3 separate regions of the Ovis aries genome follow, and regions 1 and 3 are each linked to region 2. Evidence: chromatin contacts called from public Hi-C data. All regions are on one chromosome and are shown on one strand. Each heading gives the region's core, a stretch centred on a gene start, on an enhancer-like site or on the middle of the called end of the contact. The rest is flanking DNA. Distances are from core to core; before and after follow the strand shown.

Region 1 (3,776 bases), core at 727-3,226, 300 kb before region 2:
TAAGTAGCTCTCTGATACTATTATTTGTTCTTGTCAATCTTTATGCATTGCCATCTTTTGGTCTTTCATCTTTCATTTCTGAATCGTACAAAATTTCTCCATCTTCTAGATTTTCACGACATTCTTTTATATTTTTCTCTTTGGGAACTGAACAGATTTCATATTTATTTACTGTCAGGGCCATTTCCCCCTGAATTTTTACCTGCAGGGCCACTAGCCTGAGGATCACAAAGTGATGTGGTAATTTCAAGTCAGAGGTACAAGTTCAGTCCACTAATGAATGGATCACTTATATGTCCACTAACTCCCCACTAAGAATTTGGACCTCAGATTTGGAAGAACCAAAAGTGATGGGAAACATAAACCCACAGAAGGGTTTGCCTAAAGAATGATGATGAAGAGAGGCCAATGGTCCTTCTCTTTGGTTTCCAGACTCATGTATTCTACCTATTGGGTCAACATAAATCAGTTATTTGTTCAGTCTATATCCCACTCTCTGCAAAGTGTTGACCCTGAGCACCACAGCAGCATTTTCTACACCTATCCTTTCAGCCTCACATTCCATTGTTTATCGAGAGTGATGCATTTTGCTTCCTAACCTTTTCTCACACTTGAACCCAGTACTACTGCCTGATTTCAGGTCATTATCACCTACCTGAATTTTGCACTGCTTCCTAGGTGGTGCTTTTCCATCTTGTCTCATCTATTTTCAGTGGTGGCAATCGTAATCCAAATGAAATACCCTCACTTCCAACTTACTTCCAGATCTTCATTTGTCATCCTTCCAATCCCTATTGACGTTTCACTGAATTACTCATTATCCCACCCACAGATTCAGCTGGCTCTTCAAGCTTGACCGCTGGCATTGCTTTCTGCTTACTCTGGATGCGTTCGTTTGCTGTGTTTCGAAACCTCCCTCTGTCTACACTGTCTCACGTTATCCTGGTCTGGTCTATCCTGGACAAGGACCATAAGTCTGGACTAGAGTAGGGTGGACTGTTCTCTTGCCATGTGTGCCCTCGCCTGCCAGGAGGGATCTAGACACTTCTTGCCACTGAAGTAAGTGGCTGTTCCTTTATGCCAGGGATGTTTTGTACATGCCATCCCCTACATCGAAATGTCCTTCCCTTCTTCCTACTAGCAGGATCACTATTCAAGAATCAGTTCATATATTACTTTCTATAGTAAGCCTCCCATAGGTGTAATAAAAAATATTCAGCCAGTTCTGTAATTGACACTTAGCAGAAATAGGATACTTGTCACATTAATAATAATAACGCAAAAATAACACAAAAGCACACTGGTTATTAAATGCTTACTACAGGCTGTTCTCTGTGTTCGTCACAGGTGTTGCACTGGCCTGTGTGACTCAGTCAGCATCCAAACTGTGGGCTTCCTAAGCAGAATCTGTTCTCTTCCCGTTCAGTGTCTAACATATAGTCTAATTCAAGGCGTCATGATTGGTGTTCATAAACAATTTCTGAACTGAATTAAATTAAATCATTGGGACACATTCAGTGTACCATCCCTTTTTCTACATGGATCACAAAACAGTAATTCTTTCATATTATGTCACTTAACACATTACAATTTCAAACTTAATTCTTGCCTAAGAGTCTTTCTTCCGAACACTGGCTTCAATATTGCATAAGTTTTGTTTGCCCTGATGGCAGGGTTTTGTCTCCACAATAACAGCTTCCAGGACAGCAGAAAGGACTTTAAAACTTGTTATTCCAGTAGAGACTGGTGGAGGTGAAGACAGAGGAGAGCAGGAAAAAGTCCCATCGTGTTTGGCACATGGAGTGTTTGCTGTACTTTCTGCAGTGTGTGCCAGTGCCTCTGTTTAACTGAGTTAAGGATTAACATATTGAACAAGCAAAGAATTGCTCAACCTCCTGGGTACATGGGTCTTGTTCCGTGTGTGACAGGTAAGCCTATTATTTGAGCATGAACTGTACCTGCTGGGAAGTCTCTGTATGTCCTGTGCATGAAGTCTTTGCTGCTCACCCAGAGTGAAAACATTTAGTAGTCTGCTCATGGGAATCAGAGTCTGCCTTGCCTCCAGGCATAGAAGCCTGAAACAAATTAAGTTTCCATCTCTCCCCTGGCTATTTGGGTTTGAGCAATCTTGAAAGCAGCCTAGTAAACAGGCTGACAAGACTCCACTTGAGTTGCAACCCTATTTATAATCTAAAGCCAAGGACTTTGTGGAATCCCAGACCAGGCTGGGGCACGTTAGATGGGTAATAAAGAATCAAAGAACTGCAATTTAGAGGTAGGGGTTGGGCACAACAGTGCTGTTGAATGAAAACGGATGCAATTGTCAACATGTCTCCCTGTGAGAAGGAGGTCAGAAAACTGCCGAGTGATCAGAAAGTGATCTGTGTCAGAGCAGAGTGGCCAAGGGCTTATGCCAATGAAAGATCTAAGCCAATGTGGAAAGCACGTTTTTAACAAGTAAGTAGTGCTATTTAAGGAGACCAATTGCAAAAGCAGTCTCATTGCCAATGGGAGAGGGCTCGTCAATCATACAACACATATTTGCCACCCGGCCTTGGAGCTGACACTATTACATGCTATGCAATGGTAAGCAACAACCCCTGTCCTGGGGCACCAAAATTTTTAAATAGGACACTAACAACAACAAAAGGAACATAAAGAGATTTTTTTTAAACCTACAATTTGTAATAAAGGCCTGAAAGAAACAAGCAAACAGAAGGTGCTGTTCTGCTTCTATTCATAGGGTCACTTGGGTAAAGTATACAAAGATATTCAGATCTATCTCTGTGCATGCCCTCCCCACAAAAAAACTCCTAATACACATACACCACAGCCTAATCCTCATGACATGTCATGTACAGTCTGCTCCAGCTATACGTTTTGACTGTTCTGGACATTTAATCATTCAACATGGGAGACCAGAGAGTCTGAATTTTATTTATGAAGAATACAACTCCCTATTGAGATATAGCTGTAAGCTTAGAGTTCAGAGGTTTAAATTGTTCAGATAAAGTTGATATAAATCACAGAAAGTAAATGACTGACCAGTTTTTCCATTTCATTCAGTCCAGGTAGCCATGGATCCTGATTGCTTAATATAGGTAATAGTTATAATATTAGCTTTACACAGATTGCAGTCACTTCTTAAAAGGACGAAAGAAAAAAATAGAGATGGAGAAAAAAAGAATGGCATGCTGCAGTTCATGGGGTAGCAAAGAATCAGACACGACTGAGTGACTGAACTGAACTGAACTGAATGAAACTGACACGAGGTTGTAAGAAACAAAATCATCATTAAAAGATAAAAACCGAATAATATCACATAGCAGACTCAATCCTTACTGACAGAATGCTCTAGATATTATTTTAATGAAATGTCATTTCTCTGAGGGACCATTCCTGCCCATCCTCTTATTCCAAACAAAATCCTAATAGAATCTGGATTTAGAAGTGCCTGGATTTTCAAGTACCTACCTGTGTGCTGCACATTCTGTGATTGTTCATAATGACATGAGATTGTAAGTCTTCCAAAAATGAATATCCATTCAATTGCTGTTTACATGTATTATAAGTATATACAATCAGATTCCTTCTGCCTTTTATTTCTTCAACTGGAAAAATTAAAAATTAAACATGAAATCAGCAATAGCTTTAAAAATGTTTTTGTTCTCATGCTTTATTTTTAAACAAACCTGTGTTATACAGATTTGAATTAATTCATGAGTCATGATACACTATCAACACTGATCCATGCATGACCCTCTTTTATTTTACTT
Region 2 (3,432 bases), core at 501-3,000:
TAGGTATCATGTCTGGGAGAAACTGAAACCATCCTAGGACTTCACTCCTAGCAAATAAGATGATCATTTACTTGGACTCACAGGCTATTAAAATCATTGAAAGGTACTGTCCAAACTATGGCACTGTCACTTAAAAAAATTTTTTTTTTACCACTCTATCTTGTGCCAGATCTTCACAGCTGTGACATGGTTTAAATTCCATAATCCATCCCCAAGGGGAGCCCACCCAAAGCAAAAATCAAATTTATCCATCCATTATAAGATGATCCATCCACAGACTATATCTTAACCTGATACAGTCATCATATTGTAGTTTTTGGAAGGGCTTGTTCTGCCCAAGAGAAGTTCCTCCTTACAGCTGATTCTGCTGTCTACCATTTGCACGTTGGTGCTGTTTTGGGTGCTACCTCCTGCTGGTGAGGCTTCGTACAGCACACAGATGGAGCCATCCTCGCCAATTCTGTAGGACACTTCGTACGGGTCAACCCAGAGCGTGAGTTCACTTGGGAGAAGCCTGAACAGCTCCTGACTGCTCAGTCCAATCCGCTGCGCTGCCTGTCCAATCAGAGGATCCATTTTATGGTTGATGCGAATACAACGGTAACCTGATCCCTTGCAGGGCTTCTCTGGGAACCAGTGATGTTTATAATGTTCTACACAAGAAAGGAAGAGAGAAAACAATGCTTAGACCCCGTTACTGCCGGCTCCCGCCTTAGTCTCCTTCTTCTGTTGGCTCCTTTAAGTGAAAATGCCGAATATCAACTTTTTTTTAAAAAGCCCCGCAACGCATTCGCGGATGTGCGCGGATGGAAAACGAGCAGGGCAGGGTTTTAGAAACAACAGTTGCACGGGACAAAACAATCTCCGGGAACCAACCGGCTGAGCCGCCAAAACGGGAATCAGGCGCGCAGCCTGCGCCAGCCGGACGGCACCGGCGGCCAGGCGGGAACCTGTTTACTTTCTCCACCCCACCCTGGCCGCACACAATAGGGTTTATGACTTTGGAGGAGAAGCGCCACCGGAGTGTTAACCCCGAAGGGAAGGAAAACAAGCCACCCTAAACCACGCTCTGGGCAGGGCTGTAATTGTGCCGCTGACAAATCCGATGATTAATGGGCAGGGTTAGGAGGCGTGGGGGGACCGCACGTCTGTCCCGAGTGAGCTTCGGGGCAGCCGCGCCGTTTTACCCCCGGGCCCGACCGCCGAGCCCGCAACCGTTGGACCGGAGTGGGGGGAGGGAGCGTCGAACCCACCCCAGCCCGCGGGTCCTTTGTCCCCCCAAATCCGCGGAACGTCCGAAGACCGCAGCTCCCGCCTCGGTCGGCTTTAGTTTCTTTGTTGTGCGTCAGTTTTCTTCTCCCCTCCGTTGGCCAACCGCGGGGGGACAGGGAGCGCCCTCGACCCAAGCCCCAAACCCTCCCCGGGACCCGCCGTTAGCGGCCGCCGGCGCGCCAGCCACCATCCCGCGGTCGGACTCGAGCGCGGTCGCCCGGGGCGCTGCGGACACTCCCGCGGCCCCGACGGCCCGGCCCCTACAAGTGCGGCCGCGTCGCCCCCCGCCCCCGGCGTCCCTCGCCCTCCTGCCACCACGGCCCGCTCACCTGCCAGCAGCTCCTGCAGGCTCTGACTGAAGGTCTGCAGTTGTCGCTCGCTCGTGAGCCCCTTGGTGCGGAGGAACTTAGAGATGAAGGACACGGCGGCGGCGATCTCGCCTATCATGGTGGCGGCCCGACTGTAGAAGGGATGCATGGGGGCGGCGGGCGGGGGCGGCCCGGGGCGGCCGGGGCTCGGCGGCGCGGCCCCGACGGAGGAGCGGCCACCCCGGGCTCCCTCACAAGTCAGAGGGCTGAGAGGGAGAGAGGGCGTGAGCGGCGTAAGGCTACTTTTTTTTCTCCTTTCTTTATAGTAAAAAAAGTTATTTTCGACACAGGAGGCGGCAGGAAAGAGGAAGAGACGAGCGACGGCGGCCTGGTCACATCGCTCGGACCTCCCCAGCCGCCTCCGCCTCCAGCTCCGCAGCCTCCGAAGCTCCCAACAGTTGCATTTCCAGCTCCGACGGGCTAAGAGATAAAGGGGTGGTGCAGCACTTTTTATAGAGCCACGGAAAGGAAGTGGCGTAGCTGGAGCGTGACGGCCCAGTCCAGCCAATCCAGAGATCGCACCATTGTGACGCAAGCAGATTCGGAGTCGGAGGGGGCGGGAAAAAGGGGCCAAGGGGCGGGTCCATAGACTAGGAAGAGAGGGAGGAGCTGACGTAATCCGCTTGTAAACAAATAAACCCTGGAGTGGCAGCGGGAGAACGGGGAGCAAGTGGCGGGGGAAGGAGGAAACTAGGGGTGCGCGTGTGAAAGCCCCGCCTCCCCAGCCCTAGCTCCTCCTTCCCGCTCCAGCAACTCCAGGCACCGCGCCAGCGCATCCTCTGCAAGAGTACTCTGCCCGGGCTAGCCTGCAAGGAGGCTTAATGCTGTGCAGATAAAAGCGGCCCGGCTTAGGCTGTGTACGCCCGCGCCAGCGGCACGAATACGTCTGCATGGCAGTGGCCCGCTGACTGTACTCGGTGTTTACATCCTGTCCCCGACGCCGAGTCTACGTGGCTGGCTCCACGGGCAGGATGAGCAGCGGGGTGTGGGTACCAGTGCTGAGGATACGGGGAGTGTGGAGAAGAGTGGAGCGAACCGGCTCTCGAGGGTTAGTCAGCCTGTTAGGGTTGCTGTTCAGTGGCGTCAAGAGTCAAAAGGAGAGAAGAATGGAGTCCTTACTGAACCCATCTTAAAACTGATAAGAAAGCCTGTAATTGCAGATAAGTATGTTAACCGTAACGTTTAATCTATAAACAGAAAAAAACTATATAATGCGTTTTACACCGTTTACGCACAAAACCGAAGGTTGTTTCTTTTTCTAAACTAAGTAACTGTCTCAGCCTTCGCCTTTTGCTGTTCTTTATAAAACAAGAAAATAAAGATAAAATGTGAAGGCTGTGAAAGTACTAGGGCAGACATTTAAGGTTACTTGAAGTCCTACTTGCCAGGCTGGGGGTAGGGGTGGGGGGCCGGAGGGGACGCGGGAATACGAAGGCAGGAGCCTGCTAAAAACGATTAGGCCTGCGAAAGGGTTAACCCGAACTCCATTAAAGAGGAGGGGGGGAAAAAAAGATGGTGAGCTGGGCAGATGGAGAAAGCAAACAAGAGGCAGAAGTTGAACTCTACCAGATGGAAATAAATATCCTGAACTTAGCTGGTCATCAATATTGCAAAACACTGCTGAGCCAAAGGGTATAGAAATGAAGGGAAAAGTACAATTCACCATAAAGCAGTAGGAGAAAAATATTTGTTGTTTGAATGAAATATGTAAAACTGGGCTTGAAAGAATAGCTTCTAGGTTATTTTTTCATTTGTATACAATAATTATAGGCAGTTACATGTGAAATAAATA
Region 3 (3,756 bases), core at 892-3,391, 390 kb after region 2:
GCCCTAACACAAAATAGATATTTCCAGCATATGTCATGAGTCCCAGGTACTTACTGGGCACCAGCAACAAGACGATGCACCAGGCACTTGGGAGAATAAAGAAGTGTACAAAGATACCAATGCCATCCTTGACTAGCTCAAAATACGGTGGGAGAAACAGCAGCAATGTTAACTGTGATGAGGGAAAAATTAGTATCATGGAACTGGCACAAGAGCCTGCTACACCAGCATCACCTGAAAGCTTGTTACAAATGTAGATTCTCAGGACTTCCAGAATTAAGATTTGCATTTCACCAAAATTCCCTAGGCGATTTGTTGCACTTTTGAGAAACACTGGTCTAAACAAAAACATTGAAGACATCAGAGAAAGGGAGTGAGAGTAAGGGAAGGGTAAGGGAGAAAAGAAGATATTTATTCTCTAGGGATGGCAATAAGAATGAGAACTGAGAGAAGGAGCATGGCCTCCAGGTTGCCTGGGCGGCCTCTGAGAGTAGGGTCTGCAGAGGGGAGTGGGTGTGGAGGGGAAGGTTTGTGGTAGGAAGTGAGGACAGTAGGTGGGGGCGCTTTGTATCAGCTGGAGCAGGGGAGGATGAGCTTGGTTTTGCTATTTGAGGCTGTGGGTATAGACAACTTTCAGTTTCCTTATGAGGCAGCCTGGCTAGGTGCATTCCAGACATGCTGAAGTCACTACAGGGGAGGGATTCATCTTCAGCTGGCTTCCTACCAAATTCCCCAGGCACTATTTGACACTTTTCCTAAAGCCTTTGCCTCACGGCCCCCACCCTCCCCACCAGATGCCTTTGTCTCCTTCTCCTCTGAGACTGAGGCCACCAGATACAGGCTTCATCAACTTCTCTCTTCTCTACCTCACTGTTTCTCTACACCTTCACCCTCCTTTTTGGAAGAGGAATGCTTCCTTCATTCCAAAAGTAAGTCCACTTAACCAGGTGATCCCTCTCGTTCTCCTACATAGATTTGTTCCATCCATCTGGCTCTCTCTTGCTCATTTAATTTCTCCCTCACTTTCATTTCATCACCTATTCTTAAAACAACAATTAACTCAAGTCTTTCAGATCCTGAAGCATTCTCATTCAAGCTTGCTTGCCTTTTCAGCCAGCCTCCACCTCTCTGGAATTGTATGCCCGGACCTCTTTGTTGGCTCTCTGATTTCACCTCTTCATGGCCCCCTGACCTCTCAGCCCTTGTTTTCTGGCTTCCTGGCCTGCCTATGTGCTTTTGTTCCTGCTACAGCCTTCCTGCATTCTAGAACACTCACACCTCTGCCTGGCAATGTACTAGTACCCTCCAGGTTTCCAGAGCCTATATCCCTCTTCCTGCCCTTCACCTGGGGTACAAACCCTGTGCCAATCTACAGACCCACCCTAAGGCAGGCAGACCAGACATACAGGGAACTCACCTCATCCCCTGAGACGCAGCGTGAACAAAGTCCTGCTGCTGTTCCAAGTTCAAGGACATCTTTATTGTGGGAACTATCTTGATTTTCAAGTGTGGGCCCAGTTTTGGCTCCAGCACTGGTTCCATTTTCATGCATCCTAATTATTGAGTATTTATGATGTGCCAAGCTCTGCAGCACTGCCTGTACACGATCTCACTGACTCCTCTCGGCACCCCTGTCCTGGGGAACCCTGCAGCCTGCAGACCCATGTTATAGAGGCTTTGAGAAATGTGCCCAAGGTCACACAGCCAATAGATGGCAGAACCACGACTCAAAACAGGCCTTCTGACTCTTGTGGCTATGCTTGATAAATAGCTGTCACTTTCAATAAAAGGGAGAGGGGGCGGTGTGTGTGTGTGTGTATCTCTGTGAGTGTGTGAGTGTGGCTGTAGGTCTGGGAGTGATGGAGTTACGGTGGGAAAGCTTTCAGGGACCCTGCTACGGACACCAGATTTTCTGGTCCTGATTAGCTGCTGCCTGGCTGCCAGGAGCTGTTATTATCACTCACTCCTCTGCCCCATCACTGGGCCTGTGGGGACGTGCCCTTCCTTCCTGCTCTTGGCCCTGTGATGTTGACAGCTGTACTGGGAAAGCACAGGCTGACTGCTGCCACGCTTACGAGACACAGAGGTACGTGCCGCTGTGGACGTCCCACCCAATTGGTCCCACGCCTGCCCCTGCACAGGCGGTCAGGCCACTTCCGGGCCAGGCATTTGCTCTGCCTGTTAACCTCTCTGTAACAGTAACTAAGTGCTCTCTAAGCCACCACATATCCACGGTTCTTCCTGGCAGAATTCACCCTTCATACCCTCTGTTACATTCTTTTAACTCTTGACTTATGCTTTTTTCCTGGCTTTTTCCCCAACCCACCTTAGATTAATGCCTCATCTGTTTTGTTAACACCTTCTAATATTTAATTTTCTTTTTTTTTCAAATTTCAGTATTTGTGTGTTGAAGTAATTAGGACATACTCCTTCAAACAGGATGGTACAGAAAACCTCAAATTGTTAAGTTTGTTGAGTAAAATGAGTCACTGGGAGGAGAAGTCTACCAGGAGAATAAAAACAATGATAATGAGAACAGTAATAACCAATAAGCAATATTTTCAAGATGTCTTGCAATTACCAAATACAGACTCATCGCCTGGTCCTCACTGTCCCAGAAGATGAGTTCTGTGATTCACTGAAAGCCAAACCACAAGTATAACAGCGACAGGACTCAATTCTCAAGCTCTCACTCCAAACCCTATCTTCTCCCTAAAATGCCTTTTAAAGAAAAGATTTCTGTCTCATCAGCCAGCTCATCTGGGCCACCCGAAAACCTCAAACAAAAATTCCCCAGGTCAGTATCATGCGTTCTCCAAGAACAAGCATCTTCAAACAGAAACCAAAAGCAATGAAAACCAAAGACTAATGGCTTCTGGCTTCTCTTCAGTGGTAGCGAGTCTTAGTTCTTTTTCCTTATTTCATGGGAAAAATTATAACTGCCAAAGGGGAGCTGTGGGCTTTTCAATGGTGGAGCAGAGACATGAGCTTAGGAAAAGCAGCCTTCAAGGAGAGATGCTCTCCTTCCTCCCTCTACCAAGGACAAGTACACATTCATGCTTTTACATTTTATTTTACTGAGTTTAAAGTCAGTGAGACCATAAAGGACCTCTTTTGCATTGCCTTTTCTTATCCTTCTGCTGCTTCCATAGCAAAACTAAATATGTGGAACATCAAGTCTTTATGAATCTTGTCTGCAACGATGGAACTGAGTATGTACTTTTTGAGGACATCAGTTCATTCAAGATCATAAGACAACTTTAGGAAAAAAAAAATCCTTAAGAGATCTATAGGTCAAATGGACTTCCCTTTCTGGTCTAAATGTCATGTTTGTGAAAGTGATGCAGTATAAACAGCATTTACTGAAATGAGAAATTATCCCTCTGCTGAATAAACCAGACCCTTAGCTGACTGGTTTGCAGGCCTACTTCTCCCGCCTGTGGCTGGTACCTTCTCACCTCTTGGGTCTTCACGCAAACATCACCTCCCAGGACAGGAGTCCCTAACCAGCAGAATCTAGTGTCTGATGATCTGCAGTGGAGCTGGGGCAATCATAATAGAAATTAAGCACACAAAAAATGTAATGTGCTTGAATCATCCCCAAACCATCCCCAGCTCAGTTCGTGCCAAAATCATGTTCCCTGAAACCGGAGACCCCTGTCCCAGGAGATACCTTCTAAGATTGCTCTTTCTCCATGACTTTTTCTCCCCTTATCCTCCTCCCATTATTTTATTATTAGTATTTATCACTCTGGC

Evidence for each region. A called contact is a pair of places that touch in the nucleus more often than the background predicts.
Region 1: a Hi-C map of muscle shows a contact between it and region 2, with 4 times the contacts expected there. The contact joins the enhancer-like site here to the promoter of BTG1 in region 2. A contact is called at or near these places in 6 of 16 Hi-C or Micro-C datasets (blood, liver, mixed tissues and 3 more).
Region 3: a Hi-C map of liver shows a contact between it and region 2, with 2.2 times the contacts expected there. The contact joins the enhancer-like site here to the promoter of BTG1 in region 2. A contact is called at or near these places in 7 of 16 Hi-C or Micro-C datasets (blood, liver, mixed tissues and 3 more).

The regions. Positions count from the first base shown.
Region 1 is chr3:128,235,270-128,239,045 of ARS-UI_Ramb_v3.0, forward strand. No RefSeq gene overlaps it. Among named protein-coding and RNA genes, the nearest start is that of BTG1, 300 kb to the right of the region's middle. Within about 2 kb of position 1,977, at least 25 of the 54 cell types and tissues checked have an H3K27ac peak or open chromatin away from gene starts, as enhancers often do. A contact at or near this core is called in liver, muscle and tail adipose tissue, where this site is marked.
Region 2 is chr3:128,536,918-128,540,349 of ARS-UI_Ramb_v3.0, forward strand. BTG1 (BTG anti-proliferation factor 1) reads right to left here and starts at 1,751. Exons shown (of 2, transcript NM_001142887.1): 1 at 1,602-1,751; 2 at 1-653. The coding sequence starts at 1,749. The coding sequence ends at 286. LOC121819091 (a long non-coding RNA gene) reads left to right here and starts at 2,422. Exons shown (of 2, transcript XR_009600216.1): 1 at 2,422-2,804.
Region 3 is chr3:128,922,945-128,926,700 of ARS-UI_Ramb_v3.0, forward strand. No RefSeq gene overlaps it. Among named protein-coding and RNA genes, the nearest start is that of PLEKHG7, 150 kb to the right of the region's middle. Within about 2 kb of position 2,142, at least 23 of the 54 cell types and tissues checked have an H3K27ac peak or open chromatin away from gene starts, as enhancers often do. A contact at or near this core is called in liver, where this site is marked.